2 separate regions of the Callithrix jacchus genome follow, and region 1 is linked to region 2. A link is a contact called in public Hi-C data. All regions are on one chromosome and are shown on one strand. Each heading gives the region's core, a stretch centred on a gene start, on an enhancer-like site or on the middle of the called end of the contact. The rest is flanking DNA. Distances are from core to core; before and after follow the strand shown.

Region 1 (3,631 bases), core at 154-2,653, 64 kb before region 2:
TGCACCTTTCCAATTCAGACGATTTGCTGACTGTCTGGATAATTTCGAGGCCTTGAACCCCTCCCCAACGTTAGAGGTGGTAACTTTCATCCATTTACTTTTTCCAGGTGCCAAGGCAAAGGCAGCCTTATTCAGTAAATCGAATTCAATACAGGACCTCAAGCTGCTGGCTGTTGCTTCTACCAACTGCCCCATTATTAACGCCAGACGGCGCTGTGTCTTCACGGGCTTTTTTTTTTTTTTTGAGACGGAGTTTCAGTCTTGTTGCCCGGGCTGGAGTGTCATGGTGAGATCTCTGCTCACCGCAACCTCCGCCTCTCGAGTTAAAGTGATTCTCTGCCTCAGTCTCCCGAGTAGCTGGGATTACAGGCATGCGCCACCACGCCCAGCTAATTTTTGTATTATTAGTAGATGGGGGTTTCTCCATGTTGGTCAGCCTGGTCTCGAACTCCCGACCTCAGGTGATCCGACCGCCTCGGCCTCCCAAAGTGCTGGGATTACAGGCATGAGCCAGCGTGGCCGGGCCCTCACTGGCTCTTTGGCCACCACGTCGGCCTCAAAAAAGTCCAGGTTTCCTCCAGCATAGTTCAGGGGATGGTGAATGCTTCCCAACATGCCGGCAACAGGCGCCTTTCTTTCTGCTTTTGGTGAGCATGTGTGTGTGTGTGTGTGTGTTCGCGCGCGCCCGTGTGTGTGTGGGGAAGTGTCCCATTTTTAACCAGTCTTTTGGAGACCTGGCATGGTGTTTGAAAATCTGTTTCCCCCATTATCGATCCGATCCCAAGATTGCTTTTTCTCTGATAATCGAAACACATTCACTCATTTATTATTAATATTATTATTATTTTACAAAATAGAGATGGGGGTCTCGCTACATTAGCCAGGCTAGTTTCGAATTCGTGGGCACAAGCAATTCTCCCACCTTGGCCTCCCAAAGTGCTGGGAGTACAGGCGAGTGCCACTGCGCTCGCTCCAAACAAAATCATTTAAATCACAATGCACTGAAGGCTGACTAGGTGTCAGGCGCCGCGCGGTCCCCAGTCCCCATCTCCCCGGCCAGAGGCATGCTCTAGATTAGGGTACTCAGCCTCGAGGCTTTTCCGACGGCATCAGCCGAGCACACACACCCAGTTGCAGGGCTTCGTGGTCGAGGTTCCCAGTTCACCTGTCTGGGACGGCGAGGTGTGTCCACCCTTTCCAGCACTTGGGCAACCAGCTCCCTTTGCTGTCCTCTTCTACTGCCTTCCCTCGCCCTGATTTTCCATTCCTTGTGAGTGGTGGTTTCAGCTGGGGGGGCGGGGGCGGGGAAGGGGCCCGGCGAGGAGGGGCGTCGGAGTGCTGTCACCCGGTGTCGCGCCGCCCTCCCCGCCCCTCCGCCGGGCGTGTGGGGACGCCGGAGGGCGGGAGTCTCCGCGAGCAGCGCGGCGCAAGGAGCACGGCGGCCGCTTGAGCTCGGCGCGGAGCCGGGAGCCCGAAGCCTGCAGCCGGCCGTCGCCTGCTCCTGTGCCCTGGGCGCCAGCCCCTGCCGCGCTGCTCGGCAGCCGGAGAGCGCGCCCCGCCATGGAACCCTCGCACAAAGACGCCGAGACGGCGGCGGCGGCCGCAGCGGTGGCGGCGGCAGACCCCCGGGGAGCGTCCTCATCCAGTGGGGTGGTGGTGCAGGTCCGCGAAAAGAAGGGCCCCCTGCGAGCCGCCATCCCCTACATGCCCTTCCCCGTGGCCGTCATCTGCCTCTTCCTCAACACTTTCGTGCCAGGACTGGGTAAGACGCTGCGGCCGCGAGCCCCGGGACCCCCGCGACCCGGGTCCCGCGGAAGGAGGGCGTGGGGGGAGGGACGGGCGCGGCCGGAGACCTCCTGGCGGTGCCGCGCGCTCCAAGTGCTGCGACCACGCGCGCCCGGCCGCTCCCGGCGTCCCCTGGCAGGTGGCAGAAGCGCGTGGAGCGGGCATCTCGGAGGGAAGGAGCTGCGCTGGGGGCTCCGACCAGCAGGCGTAGTGGCGGGGCCCCAAAGAGGCAAAACTTTGCGGCCAATGTTAGAGCCCGGGGCGGCGGCGGGGATGGCCCTCCTGGCTCCGCAGTAGGGCTCCCGTCCGGGCGCCCCGATTTCTGCGCCTTCTTTCTGTTGCGCGCATCGGTCGGTGAGCCCATTTCTCCTAGAGGAATGGGTCGGGGAAGAAGGAGCTTTAGGGCCTCGGTGGCGGGGATCAAACTCCCGGGCGTCGAAGTCAGATGTGCCGGGGAAAGAGGGGACAAGCTGGGCTAGAGACACCTGCAGCCCCCTCTGGTTCGCTGGGTGTGGACCGTGTGGGGACAAGAACTGTAGCCAGAGTCTCCTCCGCCTCCTTCAGGGGTGCCTGCACTTCCTCCAGCACCCCGCAGGGCGCCAGGGGGATGGGGGATGATTTCATTAGTTTGGATGCATGTGGGTTTGGACTGCATCTGGCCAGAGATGAACCCATAGCCCCCTCAGATCCCTTCCTGTAATTCGGTGCCGGACTCTGGCAGCCGGCGGGGGTTCTGGTGGGATCGATGTCCCACATTTTAAAGCAGAGGCCCCTTACAGAGATGGTGCGGGAGAGTGGGTGGAGGTAGGGAATCAGAAGTTTTCCTGACCCTCCCTCCCCTAACTCCACCCCCAGGTCGCTGCCTGCACGCCCCTCCCCTTCTCCAGATTGGCACCGGCTGCTCCTGCGTGCTGGGAAGTGCCCCCCTCTTCCGTGCTCGGCCGAAGAGGCAGGCGCCCCCTTGCCCTCTCCGGGAGAAAGCCTGTTCCTGTCCGCGAGCCAGTTGCCAACGTATGGCTCCCAGTGTCCAAGAGCAGAGGCCAGCTGGAAGGGGTTTTCAGTTTGACTTTGGCCTTTCTCACGGTCTCCTTGCTCTTAGCCTGCTCAGCAGAGGCTTCTGCTGCGGTGATAGCCAAGGCCACGGCCACCCACGCAGGACCCGTTCACTTTCCTCTTCGAGTTTGCTTGTCTTTCTACCCCAAGGGGCTGCTGCGGGCCGCAGCCTATCTGAGCAGTAAGTTAGGTGGTCTTTAGTTGGGCTTCTTTCTTCTGGGATGCTTCCAGCTGCCTGTGCCCCCGGTTGGTGTCATCAGATCAACTCTCTTTGCACATTTAGACACTGCCAGGAGGCAAGCTGATGTTAATTTAGTTTTATCAGAGATTCCCACCTGCTGGAGTAAAAAGAGACTGCCTGCCCCTCCCACTGGCGGCTGTGAAGATCCTCCTGAGCCGGCATGCATGCATCTTGCGTCACTTTTTTCTTTTTTTAATGGTGAGGTAAATGCCACCCTATGGTCTTTTGAGGAAACAAATGCATTGGTGCCAGGTGAGAGGGGCTGCACCAAGTCACTGCTGCACGAGGAAACCACCTGGTGGGAGACTAGCCCCAGGAGACAGCAGCTGCCCACCCATGCACCTGTGTGTGCTCTCCTGGGTCTCCCCTCACTAGGTGCCTTTCCCAGCCTTGGCCCTCCTGCACTGACAGCATCGGCTGCATGGCGTCCCTTCTGCTGACCCCCTGGCTCCTTGCCCTAGGGATCCAGCTTTTCCCTTTGTGAGATCAGAATCCTATGGGATTTTTGTAAAACAACCAAAGAAATCATTATAAGAAACCAGGAGAAAATAA
Region 2 (3,748 bases), core at 1,027-3,526:
AGAATGGGGAGGGGGGGTCCCCATTCACCGTTTTCTGGATTAGCACTTGATTGGATGTTTCAAGCAGGGGACAAGGTGATGGTGGCTGTAACAGGCTCCTCGTGGGCACTGTCACCCTGGAAGGCCTGAGCACCTGTGAGAACCTGTGGCCAGCCCTTTTCATTGGCTAAGTTCCCTGCTGTTCGGTGTGGTGCCAGTTTTATAAAAAAACAACATATATACATATATAAAAACAAAACAACTGGTTCTGTATCAACTGAATTTACATACGAACGAGTGTTGTGATTTGCAGTGTTTTGACACCGTGATTGGCTTGTTTGGGTCTCTCTTCTTTCTGTTAAATTAATTGCTGTGCGTTTCCACTGTTCTTTTTTTTTGAGATGGTGTTTCACTCTGTCGCCCAGGCTGGAGTGCAATGGTGCGATCTCAGCTCTCACCATTCTCTTGCCTCAGCCTCCCAAGTGGCTGGGATTACAGGCATGCACCACCACGACCAGCTAATTTTGTGTTTTTAATAGAGACAGGGTTTCTCCATATTGGTCAGGCTGGTCTCAAACTCCCGACCTCAGGCGATCCACCCCCTCAGCCTTCCAAAGTGCTTGGATTACAGGCGAGAGCCACCACGCCCGGCCTCACTGCTCTTAGAGAAGACTCTTAGCTCCTGGGTATTTCTTATCTCACTTCTACCCAGACCTGCTGGGAGCCCACCCCACCGCAGTTCAACCAAGAGGGTATTTCCAGGCTATTCCAATGACTGGAACCCTTCTTGGAAGAAAATGTCTAATGTCGGGGACCTAGGGACGCTTCCAGACTTGCCCTGGCCAGAATCCTGCAGCCTAGGCCCAGGCCCGTCCACAGCTTAGCTTCCACCCCACCCCCACTCCCCAACCCACAGCCTCAGGACCCAGCCCCGCAGACCTTCCGTGGGAGCTGCTCAGGGGTCTCCGCTGCGCCCTCTAGTGGCCGAGCATCGGTCCAGTTTCTCCAGCCTTCTGCCAGCTTTAAAACCCTTCATTCAATCAGCATTACCGTACATGCAATGAAAAATACCATGTATGACAATCAAAACCCGTGTACATATCTCCATGTACATATTTATACATACACACACCTTCCTATTATAAATATATAAAGCATGGCATCTCTTTGGCATTCCAAGTTTGTGTTTTTTTTAATCCTTGGAAATATGGCTTTGGAAACCTTTTTCTTCCGTTCCCTCTTTTCTATGTTGTAATAAACATTCATGTGACCTTTCTGGTAGTTTCTCAAATCCCTGTGTCCTCCCGTGTCCCTAATCGGACAGATCTCTGACTGGGACAACATGCCCTCCTCCCCAGCTCTGCAGCCTTTGCTATTGGTTTGCTCTCTGTTTTAAGGCTGCCCTCCTCCAAGGCAGGTCTTGCCCTCTTTCAGACCTTTTTTCTGAATTCCTCTTCTGAAAGGCACAGCCTCATCTTTGATAATCTGGTCCCTTTGCAACCAGGAATTTGCTTGCTAAATCAAGCATCAGGCCCCAGATTGGGTTTACCAAGAATAAGTGTACAGATGCAGCTCATTTCCTTCTCTTAATTGTTAGACTAGCTGATGAGGGAAATGCGGGCAACATACATATTTGACAAAGACTTCTGAATAAATGAGAGTCTGGGTAAGAGTGGTTAGGAGAATGTTTATACCTGTTCAGCTATAACTAAGGACGGGACACACCTTGGAGAGAATTGCATCTGCAACGCAGCCAACACCTTCACTCATAATGGGATGAAGACCTAGAGAACTTACCAATTGGTGGATAAGGAGAAATAAGTGTATTAGATGAATAAATCAGAATCCCAAAAGCTCCTGACAATCTAACAGGATGAAATCTAATAGCGTTCAGTGAAAGAGTTGTGCTGGGCATTGAGAAAGCTCCGTGCTTTCCTTCATCCCTGGGGAGATACTCAACAGGCAGCTCAGTATTCATCACAGCATGCTGGGGCCGGCGACACAGGCCATCTGGTTTCAGATGCCTGAGCAGCCACAGGCTGGGTTCTGGAATGAAACCGCATCTGCAGTGTCGCACTCAGTGCTGGGTGCCATGGTGGGTGGGGGGCAAGTTCTCTGATGAGTGTCCAGGCATCATTCCTGTCACTCACACCCAAGGGAAAGGCCCCGCCTCCTGCCATTTCTTCAGGCCAGCCCAGCACCCTAGGGGTCCACCCGCTGCAGGGTGAATAAGAGCCCCCTACTGAGACAGTTCTCCTCAAACCCGGAAGGAAGGGGCTGCAACTAGCATGCAGGCATCTGCGCCGCACAACTCCCTACACCCCAGACCTGAGGCCCTGGGAGAGGCTCGTGCTTGCCAGTGACCAGTCACAGGAAGGGATGCATGAGGCTGTTCAGGGACAGAGGGCTCAAGGAGGTGGGAAGGCAGTGCCGGGGTTTGAGGATGGGGTTGCTGATGCCTTCCTCAGAGGAGGAGTGGAGCCCAAACCTGGTGCAGTGAAAGTCCCAGGTGGGGGACGGGGGGGTGGGGGGGGCAGATCAGTGCAGGCTGCGTGTTGGGCCACGGAAGCTAGAAGATGGGTCTTCATTCCCAAGAAGCGCGTCAGGAACAACCTGGGGTGATAATGCTGCAGGACTTTGCGTTAGTTCTGCTGAAGATGGGGTTCTTGGTCCCATGGCTACGAAAATTCAGGCTCGTGGACAATTTAAATGGTGAGTGAGACAGGGTTTTACTGGGTGAAAAGGAAGAAGAGGGGGAAACAGGAAGTCTCGCTGGCCAGAGTCCCTGCTAGAGTGCTTCGCCCCCCCTCCCCCCTTCACGGAGCAGGAATCTCAGAGTCTGCCCAGGAAAGGGAGGGCCAGGCTCCTCCCTGCTGCAAATGCCCTGATCTTCCCGAGGCTCCACCTCACTGTGCAGGCCGTTTGGAGTTTCTGCGGGAAGCCCCTCCCACCTAGCTGTCTCATTGCCCCTCTAAAGAAGTACGTCTAACTGCCGCTGGATTAAGGGTAAGGACAAAGACGATCTTAACTGCTTCCTGCTGACGGGGGTCCTGTTTTGGGGAAATGGCAGCCAGAGCTCCCTCAGAGGCCTAAGGGTCCCAGCAGAAGGGGCCATCATCAGAGGCTCCAGCTGCATGACTGCAGGTTTGATGGCCTGAAAGCAAGAACAGACAAACGGGGTTATTAGAAAACACGTAGCAAAATGAAACAGGCCAGTCGCAGTGCCTCACACCCATAATCCCAGCACTTTGGGAGGCCGAGGCAGGTGGATCACCTGAGGTCAGGAGTTCCAGATCAGCCTGACCAACATGGCAAAACCCCGTCTGTACTAAAAAAGACAAAAGTTAGCTGGATGTGGTGGCGGGTGCCTGTAGTCCCAGCTACTTGGGAGACTGAAGCAGGAGACTCCCTTGAACCTGGAGGCAGAGGCTGCAGTGAGCTGAGACCGTGCCACTGCACTCCAGCCTGGACAAATAAGAGCAAAACTCCATCTCAAAAACCACAAAAAAAAAAATGAAACAAGGGGAGGGGTAAGGACAGCTAAACAATTCTGAGGTCTTTTACCAGTTTGCACAGGGAGAGAGAGGCCAAAGGCCCCACCGGCAAGAAACTTCACCCTCTTGCCAGCATGTTGGGCTTCTGAGTTCCCTTCCCCTGGGCCAGATCTGAAGCCAACCAGCTTAAGATTTGGGAAGTTAACTCTTTCCAGTTTGGAGGATGCATCTGAGGGAGCGTCCCATAGGACAAGGATGATTACCTATCAGTGAAG

Evidence for each region. Hi-C and Micro-C count contacts between places; a contact is called where the count stands out from the background.
Region 1: a Hi-C map of skeletal muscle shows a contact between it and region 2, with 4 times the contacts expected there. The contact joins the promoter of STUM here to the enhancer-like site in region 2. A contact is called at or near these places in 2 of 3 Hi-C or Micro-C datasets (induced pluripotent stem cells and skeletal muscle).

Annotation. Positions count from the first base shown.
Region 1 is chr19:22,703,441-22,707,071 of calJac240_pri, reverse strand. STUM (stum, mechanosensory transduction mediator homolog) reads left to right here and starts at 1,403. Exons shown (of 3, transcript XM_035281343.3): 1 at 1,403-1,762. The coding sequence starts at 1,561.
Region 2 is chr19:22,640,464-22,644,211 of calJac240_pri, reverse strand. It overlaps STUM (stum, mechanosensory transduction mediator homolog), which reads left to right. Exons shown (of 3, transcript XM_035281343.3): 3 at 1-1,255. Among named protein-coding and RNA genes, the nearest start is that of STUM, 63 kb to the left of the region's middle. Within about 2 kb of position 2,276, at least 4 of the 16 cell types and tissues checked have an H3K27ac peak or open chromatin away from gene starts, as enhancers often do.